Regions from separate parts of the Mus musculus genome. Here regions 1, 2, 4 and 5 are each linked to region 3. A link is a contact called in public capture Hi-C and promoter capture Hi-C data. All regions are on one chromosome and are shown on one strand. Each heading gives the region's core, a stretch centred on a gene start, on an enhancer-like site or on the middle of the called end of the contact. The rest is flanking DNA. Distances are from core to core; before and after follow the strand shown.

Region 1 (2,966 bases), core at 402-2,901, 1.1 Mb after region 3:
ATAGTACACCTAAAATGCAAGTGTCGTTAATTTGGTTTGTGATCACCAGACCAATCATCAAATCATTTTCTACTTACGTGACACCGACCAAAGGTCACTGTTTCCACATCTCTCGGTCTTGGCAGGAGCTCCTTTTTATATCTATTTCTGCGACAGAAAGATAAGACTTGGGGTTGAAGAAATGTCACAGTTCTTTGGATCACACACAACTCTTAACAGCATGGCAGGCAGCCCACCTGTAACTCCAGCTCCAAAAGACCCAACACCCTCTTCTGGGCTCCACAGGCAGGGCACTTGCCCTCACATGTGTTCATACATATTCAAGTATAAATTTTTTAATTTTATGTTTTTTGGGCATGGTTTCTCTATATGGTCTGGCTGTCCTGCAATGTGCTCTGTAGACCAGGCTGGCCTCGAACTCAGTGATCCATCTGCCTCTGTCTTCCAAGTGCTAGGATTAAAATTGAACAACAACACTCTTGAACTACCTTTTAATTTTATAAGAAAAATATTAAGACTTCGCACCACTGCTAACAACATCAGACTTTGTCATCCCTGCACACTGCGTTTTGTTTTTATTTTTTCATTGAATTTAACGGTTGGTGGATTCAAGCTTGTAAAACCCAGGGCTTCAAAGACAAAAATCACCAGGAACCCACTCCCACACACACCTTAGAAGATGGACTATAGGATTTGCTTATGCTAGATAAGTGTTGTACCCCTCGGTAACACCCTTTTATATATATATATATATATATATATATATATATATATATATATATATATATATATATATATTTCCATGTATAAATATTGAATCACCACGAAAACTTTTGTGAGTGGGCCCTTTGTTGGAAACCCTGCCAACAGTATACACAGGGGTTTATATCTATGGAAGGACAGAAAGGACTTCGTAATTGTTGATATATTTCACATAAGGGCAGATAAGATGGGTCTGTCTTCCACACCAAATCATACATTACCCAAGGGCAGAGACAAAATTACTTTGATCAATATATAACTTTGGTTTATCAAAATGTCTATTCTTAACATGTTGTGAATGAGAACCCGGGGCAGCCTAATGGTCTGGACTGGTTCAGCCGCTAAAAGCTGTGGGTATTCTGGGATCACACTGCCCATTTTCCGGTTCTGAAAACATGTGACCCTGGCCACTTAATCTCTCCACTTTTATTAGAGTTATACCATCCGAGGGTAGGCAGGCCTCTGCTCATCTATCTAGGGCTGAGACTGAACATTTAGACGGGATATGAAGTCAGGTGGCAGAAGGAACTGCGATGACAGCGAGGGGCGTGTGCTAGCCAGTCTGCGCAACACCGCTGGCACTCCGGGCCCTCCCTGCACGGCCGTCCTCCCTCACTTAACTACAATTCCCAGTATGCACTGCAGGACCGGCGGGCCCGGATGAGGCGGCCGAGGCGCCAGTCCCGCGGGCTCCCTCGGGCCCTTCCCTTTGGTACCTCCTCTGTGCCCACTGTTTGTCTCCAGGTCGGAGCCACCGGCTCGTCTTGGCGCGAGACCGCGCCCCTGTAGTAGCTGAGTGTCGTCCCCGCCCCGGCTTCTTGTCAGGCTTTGGCGCCCGGCGCCCGTGCAGTGACAAGCAGGGGGAGGGCGTCCGGCTCCGAGGACCCCGGAAGCGCCTGATTCCGGGAGGCCGAGGTGCGGCTGCAGTGATGGCTTCGGGGCTGGGCAGCTGATTGCTGAGGTGGGAGTGGGCCCAGCGCCCGGTGGCCGCAGCTCACGCGCAACCTGCGCCATGGCCGCCTCCGCCGCCTCCTCCGAGCATTTCGAGAAGCTGCACGAGATCTTCCGCGGCCTCCTTGAAGACTTACAAGGGGTGCCGGAGCGGCTGCTGGGGACCGCGGGGACAGGTGAGGCGGGGGCGGGACCAGGCCGGGAGGACTCCGCAGGGTGCAGGATCCCAAACACCGACCCGGGGCTCCCCGCTTCCCCTTTGGGCACGCCCCCTGCTGCTGTCGGGCCCCGGACGCCCAGGGTGTGCTGCCTCTTGTGGTGACTGGGGGCGTGCAAAGGGATAGACATTAGGATGTCCTCTCCTAGCGAGCCTTTAGTTATCTTCCTCTCCCAGTAGCATAGGGCATTCTTCAATCTGTGCTCCTGTGACAAAACAAAAAACAAAAACAAAAAACAAAAAAAACCCTTAATTTGGAGTTGGGCATGTAGGAGTTTGGCATTTTGGTAGGCAATGAAATTTTAAAAATAGTTGTAACCATGGAGATTAGCTTATATGTGAGACAGTGGCGGGAGGTGAGGGGAGGAAGACAGCTACATTGGAGAGGAACCGGAAGTCTCACATTTAGACTTTTTTGACGTACTAGGGTAAATCCTTAAGGAACATAAGCAGCGGAGTAATGTGGATTTCATTTTAGAAGCAAGGCGGCGGATAGCTGGATAGAGGATGTGAGAATGGCTATAAGAGACTGTGTTAGGAGCTTCTATGACAGTTGACTGGGTAAGCATGCGAATCTGGAGAGTGAGCATTAAATCCAACAGGTGGTGCCGAGATTTATGAGACTGGTGGATGTGAGGAGGAAGATTGAGAAGGGGCCGTGTCTTCTCACGTGATCAGTTGAATGAATGAACTTAAATAAGAGGCGCATACTCGTTTGAGCTGGAGATGAGAATGTCTACCTGTGCATTAAAGATAACAGTGTATGACAAAATATTTTTCTGCCATTCAAGAGATTGCCAGTGGTGAACACTTTTAATCCCAGCACTTGGGAGGTAGAAACAGAATCTCAGTGAGTTCAAGGCCAGCCTGGTTTTACACAGCAACACAGAGTTCCAGACCAGCTAGATTCTTCTATCTTGAGACTCTATCAAAAATTAAAAAAAAAAAAAAAAAAAAAGGAAGGAAGGAAAGAAAAGAGTTCTAGAGTCAGATTATCTAAGTTACATACACCTTTTATTAGCTATGTGACTTTGCA
Region 2 (3,097 bases), core at 467-2,966, 1.1 Mb after region 3:
TGATACCAGGTCTTGGGGACTGAAATGTTGAGAATCGTTCCTTTGCTAGCCTGGGATAGCAGATGTTGCCTGTCCACCCCCCCCCCCCGCCTTGGTTTTTCCCCAAGGTATGTTACATCATTTTGGCAGAGCTGCACTTTCCTCACAGACATTTGATATCTCATCTGGTCTAACTCTCTGAGCAAGGCATAAGTTGCCAAACAGCAAGTTTCTTCATCTGGGGCAGCTATGAGCAAGTCATCAATATGCTACTAGAAAGTTATCTGGGTGTGGGCCTGCCTGTATGTATATGTATATGTGTATGTGAATGTGTATATAAATATATGTCTGTCTGTCTGTATATGTATATGTATATGTGTATATGTATATAAGTAAGTATATATCTGTCTGTCTGTCTGTCTGTCTGTATGTATGTATGTATGAAAAATGGTTGGAGCCTTGCTCTATCTGTCACATGTGTGAATGTATGTGTGTGTGTTTATAATTCTTCCCCACCACCCCCTCTCTCTTTTCTTTCTCACTGATCCCCAAAGAGTTGTCTCAAGAAGGCTGAAGGTTGAAGCAGGAAGGAGAAAGCTGCAGCTTTGACAACTCCTGAAGCAGTACTTCACAGCTGTCTGTGTCACCTCTCAGAGACTACACCAGTTTATTGTAGAAATACTGTTAAACATGTATAAAATGAATAAGAAACAGAATACGTAAAAGACTTTTTTCTTTGAGCTGTGAGCTGCTCTCTACATACTAGACACTAAGAAAGCGTTAAATGCTGATGATTACTAGATAATCCAATACTAAATCTGTAAGAATATGTCTTCTTCCCAGGTGCTATACAGTATATGGCTCCAACTTGACTGTGGAACAGGTATCTTCCAATGAATGGAAATTAATTATGCAAATGAACCAGAAACTGAATAGTGAAGGTGGGAAACCACAGACAATGACTTTTAAAACTTGTTAAACATGATAACTCATGTTTATCCCCATGAGGTACACCTCAAAGGAAAGAAAAGTTTGAACAGGGAGTTTGCCTTTTCCCAAAGAAATGTTCCTGGCCTTAGTTCAAGACGGGATTAAACTCTTTGACAAAGTGATAAAACCAACTGTGCCAATCTGAGAAATGCATTGTTTCCTTGAAGAGTAATACATGATATAGTCATCCAAGAAACTATTTTATTATCAAATAACAACCAAGGGCTTGGGAAATTATGAAGGATACTATCATAGATCGAAGTACACACAACCGTGACTCTCTAGGAGGTCTTAACTTGCTTTGCCCCATAGGGCAAAGGTCATCTCTGAGGAAGGACATCTTCCGCCACACCAACTGTCCGACTAACGGCTCCTGCCCTTTGTAATTAACCTCAGAATACTTTCCAGACGCTGTCTCCCAGACAAAATGTAATTTCCTAATAATGATTGGGGAAAATTGAACCAAACACTGGACTTGGGCTCCAGGAGATAGCAAACCCGCGAGACTTCCAAAGAGTCAATTAGTGGCCAGAGGAGTGGTAGAAGGGCTGGCTCAACGATCCCACAGGCCTAGGCCCTGGACCACTGAAGACCATTGCTCCACGGTTGTGTTATTCAACTTTTCATAGTGCTTGGAAGTATACTCTGAATGTATCACCGCCAGGCGGCCGCCAAATCCAGGACTACATTTCCCAGAGGGCTTTGCTCCCTGGCGGTTGCAGTTGAACCGGGGTGTGTCTAGGATCAGAAGCCATAAGTCCCGCTGTCCTCTTTAGAGCATCAACTTCAACTGCGCTTCGGTGGTGCTGAGATGTTCGGATTCCTGCTTCTGCTCTCTCTTCCCTTCATCCTGTACTTGGTCACGCCAAAAATCAGGTCTGTGCGAATGTTGCTTTTTCTTGCCAGGTCTTTTAGAGAAGATAAAAAATCCCTACTGAAGCCCTCTCCCTAGCCCCCGTAAAGAAAGACTAGGAAAGGACTGAGAAGCCCTTTAAGGTAGCAAAGATCTGGAGTTTACTGGACTGTAGGCGAGATCCTGGTGCCCTGGATGTGGGCACGGCCAGACGTCAGACCCCAGGTGGTCGTAAAAGCGCTCCAGGTCTCCATCATCCTGTATTGCTCTTTCTGGCCTACCTTATTTCCTCTAGCACTATTTGCTCTCTAGCTTCGGGAAGCCGCTGAGTATGGCGGGCTTTAGATTCTAACTGTTTTCTCCACTCCCAAGCTTTGAACCAGCCTTTGTCTAACTATTTGTCTCCAGCCCTTGAGGTACTACAGGAGGGTTGCACTTTTTGCTCTCTGAACCCGATGCCAATGTTATCTGGGGCATGCTTCCTTGTTGCCGTTATTCACTTGTTTAGGTGTTTGTGACAACTGAAGGGGAAGATTCATTGTCCTTCGGAGTAGGAACACGTGCTTGTTTGCCCTAATTAGATTACTAGGAGCCAGGAGAAGAACCACGTGGTCAAAGGATGGTTTCTTAATTAAGTGTCAGGTCAGCCCAAACCTGGAGGTGTGTGTAATCACCTGAGAATCAGCGGCAGGCTACCACAAGGGGCAGTCCACTGATTGGTTCTGAGTAAGTCACCAGGAGTGACGGTGGACCAGTAATAAACGCCACCTTCTTTCTGGGCGTGGCCATAGTTCCTATTGGAGCTGAGGCTGTGCCATCCTTCTGTCATTTCTTACCATGACCAACATTTTTTCTTCCAAGACCTACTTCCCACTCTTTTTGCTTTTTCTTCTCTCTCTGGTGGCTACTTTCATTTTTCCCCTCTCCTCTCTGAATACTTACAGCTCCCATAAGTAGGCACACATGGGCCTTGTACTCAGGTAAAAACTTGGGTTTCTTTTTACCACAAGATCTTCATATCCATATAGAATCTCAACAAAACATGAACCGGAGCTACATCCAGTGAAATGTGTCTTAGAAGCGAGCACTCTAAGGACTCTACTATCCCCGTTGGAGCCAGCATGGGAGAGTGGGGCCAGAGCTGCGCTTTCAAAGTTGATTTCTTGTTTTCGATGATGACAGAGGAAGGAGGAAGAGCCAATTCCTGGTCCCCAGGATTTGTCAGTGTTGAAGTTCAGTCTGAAGGGACGTGAGACACAGAGCCAGGGGCCTTGA
Region 3 (3,299 bases), core at 212-2,711:
ATCTCTCCAGTTCCCGAGTCACATGGCTTTTCTATTTGGGAATGATTTAAAGTGTACAGTGGCTGTAAGTAGGTTACATATCAATCAATTTTGTGCTGTTCTATACATGTGAGGCATAAGCTCTTGCAGATTCTGGTATCTGCAGTGGTTCTGAAATGAGTCCCGAGTATTAAGGGATGCCTGTATAAATTAAGCCCTACTGGTACAAGAGGGATGTATCTGTTGTCCACACCAGAATGCAAAACCAACTGCAGGTTTCCTTGTTACTGATTTTCATACTCAGAGTCCCTCAAAAGACCACTAGGAATCCGGGCGGCTTCTTCCCAGAATGCAACAGTGCTGGACCAACACATTTCCACCCTCCTTTACTGAGCCCAGGGAGTACCGCTAGCACCAAGCAGTTTAGTTAGTCTTGCGCTGTTTCTTCCTCCTCCAAGGATAATAAGGTTTTGTCAGGCACAAGGTTACACACAAAATGGGCCTGTAGAGTCCATGCTGGTTAAGTCTCTTGTCTAGCTCTGCTCTTTGAGTCTCAGTTTCTCCATCTATTAGGTGTATGCATCTGCTAGGTTTATGATACAGGTAGACCATTTTAGGGCTCTTCCTAGTTTCAGCAAAGTGTAGGTAGGGAAGCTGTAAAAGTGGGGAAGGAGGAAACTAGTCTCCAGAAGGTAGCTTCAGCTGTGTTAGTCCACCGGGGAATACCTGCCAAGGAACCTGGGAAGCCGGACAGCCAAGCTGCCACACAAGAAGTCCGCAGCGGGCCAGTGCACGGAACCCTAGAGAAGTACCCAAGGATCCTTGGCGAGGCGGGAAACTCAGTGGGCTGAGAAATGCCAGCTAGCCACAAATCTGGCTCTAGAAGGACAGGGATCAGCCTGGTCCCGAGGGGCGGGGCGGGAGCAGTGGTGGAATCAGGAAATTCCTTTCTACTGTGGGCCCTCCCAACCCCTTTCCAGGGTGCCGACTTGTCCCAACCTAGTTTCCCCGAGAAAGAGAAAACGAAATATGCCTTGGGTTTCCCCGCGCCCTGCTGGGGTTTGTAGCTTGCGTGGGACCGCAGGAACACCGGTGCGCCGGAGTTCTGGGCCTTCCCGCCGGCAGGGAACGGGACCAATCCTCAGCGACTCCTCGGGCTCCGGAGCACAGTGCCATTTGGTCCCCGAGCTCTGGGAGGCGTCCCCAGGCTCCACTCCGGTTCAGCTTAAGGTGGTGTCACATGAGCTGCGGGGGAGTGGGAACCCAGGGAGTGGGCGGTGGCGTGCGCGCCCGGAGGGGGCCGCCCAGTCCACCTATATGCACAGAGACCCGCCTGACGGATGCCAGGAATTCCCAATGAGAGGCGCTGGGGGGAAGTTTGGGCAACTCGGCCTGGCCAATGGAGAACCTCGGGAGGGCTCTGCCCCTTCTCCCCGCCCCCGCCCGCCTCTGCTCCCGCAGCGCGAGTGTTCACTGAGAGCAGTGTGCGTGGAGATTAGGTCCGAGCGCGCGCCCCAGGAAGGCAGTCCGCGAGCTCCAGCCGCCGCCGGCAGCAGCAGCCTCTGCGAACAGAGCCGCGGCGGAAGCGGGCGCAGGGGAGCGAGCCCGGCCCCGCCAGCCCAGCCCAGCCCAGCCCGGCCCAGCCCAGCCCAGCCCAGCCCTGCCGACACCCTCCCCACACCCGGGCAGCAGCCGCCGTCGCCTGGAGAGAAGGTGGAGGAAGAAATCCAGCTCCTAGCACGCACGCACCATCATGGACCATTATGATTCCCAGCAGACCAACGACTACATGCAGCCTGAAGAGGACTGGGATCGGGACCTGCTCCTGGATCCGGCCTGGGAGAAGCAGCAGAGGAAGGTTAGCAGCCACCCCCACCCGCTACAGCCCTGAGCCCTGATCCGCTCTGGCCGCTGCACTCCTGGGCTCCGGGTTGGAAACCAATTCCCGGCGCGCAAGAGCGGAGGCGGGGACATCGCGGCCACTGCGAGGTGGGGTATTGAGTTACAGGCACCGGGCGGGAGAGCGGAGCACCCCTGCCCTGGAGCCCGCGAACAGTTCGCCGCGGCGCGGGGAGGTGGCGCCGCCGGAGGGCAAATCGCCTCAGAGCGGGTGGTCCGGGCCACCCCGGTGCAGCCGAAACTGTCTCCCCGTGGGCAAGGCGCGGGGGCGATGCTCCAGAGGCTGGGGCTGAGACTTAGGCTCCATGGCTGCTTACTCGGGATCGATTTTCTCCTTCCTTCTTTTTCCTGGCGCCTCCATATGGCGTGCGGTGGCAGCACGCTTCCTGGGCCGCCCCTGGGGCTCTGTACCATAGGGGCAAGCTGCCCCGACTACTGCGCCCCGAGCTGGGTCTGCAGACAGTGGGCAGAGCCGGTGTCGGAGGGTTTGGCGACCTCCTCGGGATCTACCTGGAAGTGGACGTTCCGGAGTGCGGCTGGAGCTGAGAATCGGGGGTCGTTCGCGGGCTCCTCAGGGCCTTGTGGGGGCGGGGTCAGGACGGTGAACGGTTTTATTGCTAACTCAGTGAACTGGTGGCTGCAAACCCTCACATCTGTGTTCTGCCCGGTTCTTTTGCTGGCGAAACGCGAGTTTGAGTAGCTTGGCTCTAGTTGGGCTCCTGGTGGAGAGACAGTCTCAGGAGATATTTGGGGTTGTTCTCCGAGGATCCACGGCCCTGTATCCTAGTCGCCATCAGCAAGGTTCGGGATATGCTGCCCCGTCTGAGCTGAGAAATTGGCGATGGGTCCGGAGCGTAATGGCTATAGGCAGGAAGAGGTCAGAAACCTCTCTTGCTTGGGGAGGGGGAGACATTAACCCTGTCACGGCTTCCTGCCTGAGCAGAGAGCGCGTTCCTTAGGCGGCCACGTACCCTGACCCCCCAACACCCAACTCCCGTTCAGTCCCCCCCCCCCCACTTCGTGATCTGGGAATGGGGGGGGGGGTGTACAGGATGGCGCGTCCCTCTGGATAGTGCGGTTAGGGCTGGGCTTGAGGGAGAATGCTCATGTCCAAAAATGGTAACATTCATTCCCTTTTTTAAACTTAAAAGGGGGGGAGTTTAGTGAGCCGGCTGAAGGTTTTTTTTTTCCCCCAGCTAAAGGCATCCTGTATTAGCTCACTCAGGAATCCTAAGCCCTGAAACGGTGCCCTTTTGCTCACTTCATCAGACCAGCAGAGGTAATTTAAAACACACCACAATGGGCTTCCTTAAACAGGCAACCTGGGGCCCTGCCCCTGTCTCTTACTGCAACAGCAACTTAAGAGCGTCTCTTGGCTTTGAACTGACTTCTTTGTAATGTATTAGTAGCTTACAGACACC
Region 4 (3,213 bases), core at 387-2,886, 1.1 Mb after region 3:
AAAAACGCTATCAGTCTAATCTCTAGACTTCCACGGGTCAGCTTCCTCCTCTGACCCACATTGGAATCACATGGGTGATACACATTAGAGGACTCAATGGTCCTGAGCCCTATGGCTCCAATAGTTACTATAGGAACTAGCAGATAGCATCTGGGTTGACACATTAACTACTTCCCTCTCAGTTGTCTTTTTTGTTTAGAGAGAGAGCATCCTGAGTGACTTTCTGGCACTTTATTATGGATTTTATTTAGGCCATTGGCACACAGAGAAAGCTTTCTTGTTGAAAACAAGACCAGAGAGTCTAGAATACTTCCTGAACATCACTGGATGGCAGACACTGAGCTAGACACTTTCTATACACTGTCTTTTCTTGATATTTTCTACATGCACTGTCTAGCCTAGGCTAGACTTTCTACACCCAATATTTAGACTAGGCTAGACACTTTTCTACACTCATGAGGTCTATCCCAGGCTTGATTTTCTATACATTTTCTGTCTAGGTTTAAACACTTTCTGCACCCAGTCTACCTCCATGCTAAATAGTTTCTGCACTCACTATCTTTCCACATTTTCCATACATATTATCTTTCCATATGCCATTTATATTAATTTCCCCTGCCATTTCAGTATTACTTCTATATTACAAAAACAAACACACACAAGCAAACAAAAAAAACCTCTGAAGCCCAAAGATGTTTAAGTCATTTCTAAGGGTGGCCGGGACCAAGTATGACACTTTGACACTCTGTCCTCAGTATGCCTATCTAACCTTCCTTTGGGGTGGGGGTGGGGTCAGGTCAGGGGGCAAAGGTTCAAGACAGGGTCTCTCTGTATAGCCCTGGCTGCCCTGGAACTCGCTCTGTAGATCAGTCTGTCCTCTAATTCAGAGTTCTTTCTGCTTCTGCTTCCTGAGTGCTCGGATTAAAGGCACGTACAACCACACCTGGCTCCTAACCTTTCTAATCATCAACAAAATTTAAAGCCCCCACATAGAATAGCCATTTCTTGGCACCTCCACAAATCCCCAGTGAATCATTTCCAAAACACTTCTTGAGAGAAGTATCAAGGGAAGAGAGTTTGCTTCCTTTCCAGAGTGCCTAAGACTTGACAAGGAGTCCCTTAACGATGAAGTCCCCATGACACTCACCTCATCTAGGGACAGAAAAGAAAAGGAAAGTGTCAGAGAAACCTAAAGGAATCAGAGGAAAGTGCCACAGGACTCATCTACTCCGCCTTCCTCCTTCCTCGGCATCCGAATTCAAATCAGCCCCACCTCCTCCCACCCAGGTGCTTCCTTCTCGTTTTCTGCAGAGGCATCCAGAACCCCTCCTTTCCTGTTTTTAATGTACTAATCTCGCCTCCGCCACCTTCCCTCCTTCTTCTTTTAGAAGTCAAAACCATCTTCGTAAAGTATCTTTGAGTTGCTGGATTAAAACAAACCTGATGGATGGAGCTGTCAGATACAAGATGGAGAGGAAGGACGTAAGCAGTACCAAGATAAACAGCATCTTGTCAACTTTCTTAGTTGCTGCTTCCCACCCTCAACCTAGCCCGAGGATCCTTCTCTGGCTCCAATTCCTGGCAGCTTCTGTTGGTTCTTGGTTCCTCTCACTCTGGGACACTCAGCAACTGGCTGGCTTAAGCAATGCCCAGAATCTTACTTAAATCCGAGAGCCGCCAGAGCACAGCCTCCTGGGAGTTGTAGTCCTAGAGGGGTGGGGCTTAAGGAAAGATTAGGGCTTCACCTTATATTGGCAGTGAGAATTTGGCAATACTGGAGTTCCTCCTCAACACGCTATTTTCAAGATAGAATATGTTACACATTATCAGCAGGCTTCAAAAAAGCCAGGCATAGTGACAACGTCTTATAATCAACGTATTTGGCAGGCTGAAGCAGATGATCACTTGAGTCTGTAGTTCAAGACTGGCCTAAACAACATAATAAACTGTGTCAAAACAAAACCAAACCAAAAAAAACAAAACAAAGAAAAAAGCAAGCATGCGAACAAACAAAAAAAAAATCCTCCAAGTCCTAATGATGCTTGAAATATGTGTGATTAAAAATGGAAGAGAGATAGTAAGAAGGATGGCTAAGTAGGTCAAAGCACTTTCCATGTGAGCTTGTTGGTATGTGTCCAATCCCCAGGATCCATGTAGAAGTCAGATGTGGCAGCTCAGGCCAGAAGAGTGGCTGCCGTCTGTAACCACAGTAGTCCTACTTCAAAATGGAAACTGGAGCTCAAAGGCCAGGTAGCCTCGAGGAAGTGGAACTGCAGGATCAAGAGGTAGGTACGCACAAACCTTGCTTCGAAGACAAAGTAAAAGGAGTGACCTGACTTTTGAAAACTTGTTCTCTAATCTCCATATGCATGTCCCTACAAACCCCAAAGTAAATTAACAGGGCAGGGAAAGTGGCTCAGCAGGTATCAGCAATAGCAAACAGGCACAGTGACCTGAGTTTGGTTCCCAGGTCCCACAGCCAACTCTCCAAGTGACACTGTGACCTCCACACATGCTGAAGCCTGTGCATTCCTGCACTCTCATGTATATATAACCAATTAAATAAGTAAAAGTTAAAAATAAATAAATGGAAGAAATAGGGAGTGGCTGAAGGTCCTGTGGGGCTGGCAATGTGCTGGTCTTTGATCTTCGTGCTAGTACACAGGTGTGCTTACTGTGAACAATCACTGAGTTGGGCGCTTTTGATTTGGGCATTTTGTGTGTGTTCTTTACATTACACTTCAGTGAAGTTGACACACCCAACGACATGTCAAGCAAGAGTAGAGTGTTTAAGTATTCTCGAGCTAGACTCAAATTCCTGACTCAAATCCCAGCTCAGCATCCTTCAAGCTTCAAGGTCCTGGGCAAGTTATTGAGTCTTTCTGCTGCCTCAGTTTACTTGATTATCCAATGGGAGTGATTATCAGTTGCAAGTCTCCACATGGCCACTCGGGCCACTCACCTCAGATGATTCTCAGGTCAGGTGGACTCAGGGGAGGACACAGCAGTGGGACAGCAGCTTTGTAAAACAGAGATGAGGGGCTACTCTCTGATTTGACCTTTGGTGGTGGTTTGTCAAGTGGAGTCACACAGCTGTGGCCGATGTCACCATGGTCTAGAACATTCTGTAAGAACAGAGCCTACAGAATAAGAGCAAGTGTGAAAACTGTAAATGCCTCTTCCTCTTCTTCCACTCCTCCGCTTCCCCCTCTT
Region 5 (3,236 bases), core at 144-2,643, 1.2 Mb after region 3:
AGCCTGAGCCTGTGGAGTCCTCAGTGGGATTATTCAATTACATTTGTTTCTCCATTATTCATATTTATAGTGACTCAAGTTCTAAGAATAAATTCAAAACAGTGGAAATAATTACATCATCAGAAGTATGATTGTCTGTGCACTGCCACAGTAGTGCTCCATCCATGCAAATATATGGTTGGCAAACAGCATCTATTAGTGGCTCCCCCAGTTACCTTTCCCTAGTGATAAGTACTTGAAGAACCAGCCTGCTTCCATATTAGGCTTGAAAGTCATCTTACAGTGAAGACAATCTAGGTTCATTCTTGTTTATGAGTAAACCTGTTTTTCAAGGATTGAGCTATGCCCCACCTGTGACCTTAACTACAAATGGTTCTGTACTGCTTGTTCCAAGAATGCAATCACGTCTTTGTTTCAAAAAGTTGTTTATAGTCATCTTGCAACCTGACCTTTGCTTCAAAGGGTTATATAGCTACCTTGTTAGGCCCATCTTTGCAACCTTGTGTCTCTGTTCCAGAGGGACTTACTTGCTATGCTTGTGTGCTGCTCCTATAACTATATTTTGACAGACAAACCCCTCATTTGGAAACCTTCCTATCCCTGAGCTATAAAAGCCTGCCTTCACATCCAAAGCTGAACCCCATCTCAGGAGGAGGCAGCCCGTGTATGTGAATTTTTAAAGCTTGCTTTAATTAATTTGGTCATGATGATTTGGGTGGCGGTCTTTCTCCTCTCGTTTTTTTTTTTTTTTTGGATTAATATACTCTTTAGCAGCTGAGCCATCTGCCCAACTCAAAGCCTACCTTCTCTTCCCATGCATCCTAGCCTTGCTAGTTTTTTGATTCCTGTGACTGAAACCCATTCCAGCCTCCAACTTTGTTTTTTCCTGGTCCTTCTTTCTGGAGACTACCCCCACCTCCACCCCAACTCCCCACAGAACAGTGTGGCCCTTGTAGGTTTAATGGCGAAGACCTTTAAGACCTTTACTTAAAGCTGCCCAGACCTTCTACTAGTCTGAACATTTTTGTCAATAACACTACTTAAGTTACGTCTATTTTTTTTTTTTTTTCCTACTAGGAAAGAAGCTATGTAGAGACAGAAATCTTCAGTACCTAAAATCCCTTCGCAGGGAAATGAATGAATGAATGAATGAATGGTTACACCTGCAGACCATTTTGGGGGAGTCTTTCTGGCGTAACAATATAAATGAGTCAGTCAAATGAACAGAGATCTTAATCTGCCCAAAACTGGTGCCGCGGTTCTGGGGAGTTTGGGCTAAGGATAAACTGGGAGAACTTGCTGCAAGTCCCAGCCCTGCTCTCAGTGAGCGACTACGGCTGCGCGGACAGGCAGGGCTCAGCCGCTTCCGGGATGGTCGGGAGCCAACGAGACTTCGAGCCTCCGGGTGGGCTAGAGCGGCGCGACATTCAGGTGTGTGCGGCCATGGAGGACGAGAAGAGCTTCTCCGATATCTGCGGCGGCCGCCTAGCCCTGCGGTGCCGCTACTACTCACCGTACTGCCGCGAGTTCGGCCTCAGCTCGGCTCGGCTGTCGCTGTGCTCGCTCACCGCGGTCACCTGCGCGGTGTGGCTGGCGGCCTACGGGCTCTTCACCCTGTGCGAGGTAAAGGCGGGCGCTCGGCCGGCGCAGGCAGCTTGGAGAGGTCTCGGGGCTGACCCGTGGGTCCGGGAGGGTGGGGACTCCCTGGATCAGGGTCGCCGTTCCACGGCAGGACTGCCCTCCCTCCCCGAGAAGTTTGTGCTTCTGGACGTTCTACCACAGTGGACCTACTTGCCCTGCTCATTCATGGAACATAACCTCCTCAGAGAACTCAGTGCATCCTCCCGCATCACTTACTGGGTACCAAAGCCAACGGATAGCAGGCGTGCGACAGAATTACAGAAAAGTTTTTGCCTCCACAACTGTGCAGTACAGAATCTCCACCTAATATCTGTTTCTCAAGGCCAGGTCAACTACCATCCCCTCTCCCAACCCTTCCCCAGTTTAAGTGCATTTTCTAAAGTGTTGCCAGGTCTAAGACACGAGGGTTTTCTATGCTCAGTTTTCAGACTTTCTAATCTTTTTTCCCCCCGAGCCTCATTTTTAACATCTCTAAGTTGAAATTAATGGTTCAAAATATTGCGAAGGTCAACTGCTATTATTTTGTGACAGTTCCCAAGCAAAAAGAGTCATCCGATTGGCCTTTGTTCAGGATGTTCTGTTCTGTTTTAACTCCCTGTATAGCCCTAAAATGAATATATTATTCCAGGAGTGATCTTAATAGAGCCAGTACACCAGAACTGTTTATTTCTGCAATTTTCATATTGTTTGTATTAAAACATCCCTTAGCTTTTTTCTATTCTTTTGCTATTATTATTATTCTTACTTTGTCTGGACTGGAAGGCTCTATGTGGAGCCTGCCTCTGCCTCCCTAGGGTTAGGATCAAAGGTGTGTGTCATCATACCTGGTTCAATCACATTTATGCTATCAAAGTGTGTGGCAGAGCATCATAATTTGCACAGATTTTCATAGATGAAGTTAAGTCCCCTCACTGAGGGTCTGGGGAATGAATGGCTCATCAGATGACTGCAGCGACTGCCAAACCTGACCACCTAATGCCAAACCTGACCACCTAATGCCAAACCTGACCACCTAAGCCGAATCCCCAGAACCCACATGATGGGAGGGAAGAATGGATTCAAAAAAATTGTCCTCTGACCTCTGCACAATAAATAAATATAAATAGTAGGGGCTGGTGTGGTGGTGCACACCTTTAATCCCAGCACTAGGGAAACAGAGGAAGGAACATCTCTGAATTCAAGGCCAGCCTGGCTACATCAGTCTACATTACCAGCTCCAGAACAAACCAAGGCTACACAGTGAAACCCTGCCTCAAACACAACACAAATAGTATTTTTTAAAAGACTCCTAATCTTTACCAATTTATATTTAAAAGTGTCTTCACAGGTCAGTTGAAGTTATTAAACTGACCTAGTCCTTCCCCAAAATTTTTAATATAATTGGATTTTTATTCTTTTTTGGGGGGATGGGGAGTGTTGGGGTCTTACCATGTAGCCTTGGCTGTTCTTGAACTCACTGTATAAACCAGGCTGGCCTGTAACTCAGAGATTCACCTGTCACTGCCTCACAAGTGCTGTTGTTAAAGGGATACATCACCATGCCCAGTTGAATGTTAATGCCAGCCTATGTTCCTGATACCCGTGCAGTTATCTGC

What was found. Promoter capture Hi-C pulls out the DNA fragments that hold promoters and counts their contacts. Capture Hi-C pulls out chosen DNA fragments and counts their contacts.
Region 1: a contact with region 3 is called in a promoter capture Hi-C map of liver, with 2.6 times the contacts expected there. The contact joins the promoter of Vti1b here to the promoter of Actn1 in region 3. A contact is called at or near these places in 5 of 39 promoter capture datasets (hematopoietic stem and progenitor cells, hippocampal neurons, liver and 1 more) and 1 of 9 other capture datasets (liver).
Region 2: a capture Hi-C map of macrophages shows a contact between it and region 3, with 7 times the contacts expected there. The contact joins the promoter of Rdh11 here to the promoter of Actn1 in region 3. A contact is called at or near these places in 3 of 39 promoter capture datasets (embryonic stem cells, hippocampal neurons and liver), 2 of 115 datasets of contacts at active chromatin or transcription factors (astrocytes and stem cell-derived neural progenitor cells) and 2 of 9 other capture datasets (liver and macrophages).
Region 4: a promoter capture Hi-C map of hippocampal neurons shows a contact between it and region 3, with 2.6 times the contacts expected there. The contact joins the promoter of Rdh12 here to the promoter of Actn1 in region 3. A contact is called at or near these places in 6 of 39 promoter capture datasets (the C10 cell line, HPC-7-derived erythroid cells, hippocampal neurons and 2 more) and 2 of 115 datasets of contacts at active chromatin or transcription factors (astrocytes and stem cell-derived neural progenitor cells).
Region 5: a contact with region 3 is called in a promoter capture Hi-C map of liver, with 4 times the contacts expected there. The contact joins the promoter of Pigh here to the promoter of Actn1 in region 3. A contact is called at or near these places in 2 of 39 promoter capture datasets (hippocampal neurons and liver).

What each region holds. Positions count from the first base shown.
Region 1 is chr12:79,171,143-79,174,108 of GRCm38.p6, reverse strand. Vti1b (vesicle transport through interaction with t-SNAREs 1B) reads left to right here and starts at 1,651. Exons shown (of 6, transcript NM_016800.3): 1 at 1,651-1,889. The coding sequence starts at 1,775.
Region 2 is chr12:79,190,474-79,193,570 of GRCm38.p6, reverse strand. It overlaps Rdh11 (retinol dehydrogenase 11), which reads left to right and starts at 1,716. Exons shown (of 7, transcript NM_021557.6): 1 at 1,716-1,845. The coding sequence starts at 1,781.
Region 3 is chr12:80,258,525-80,261,823 of GRCm38.p6, reverse strand. It overlaps Actn1 (actinin, alpha 1), which reads left to right and starts at 1,461. Exons shown (of 21, transcript NM_134156.3): 1 at 1,461-1,837. The coding sequence starts at 1,733.
Region 4 is chr12:79,207,336-79,210,548 of GRCm38.p6, reverse strand. Rdh12 (retinol dehydrogenase 12) reads right to left here and starts at 1,636. Exons shown (of 7, transcript NM_030017.4): 1 at 1,441-1,636. The coding sequence starts at 1,508.
Region 5 is chr12:79,087,827-79,091,062 of GRCm38.p6, reverse strand. It overlaps Pigh (phosphatidylinositol glycan anchor biosynthesis, class H), which reads left to right and starts at 1,393. Exons shown (of 4, transcript NM_029988.2): 1 at 1,393-1,623. The coding sequence starts at 1,444. 9230116L04Rik (RIKEN cDNA 9230116L04 gene) reads left to right here. Exons shown (of 3, transcript NR_110486.1): 3 at 1,078-2,358.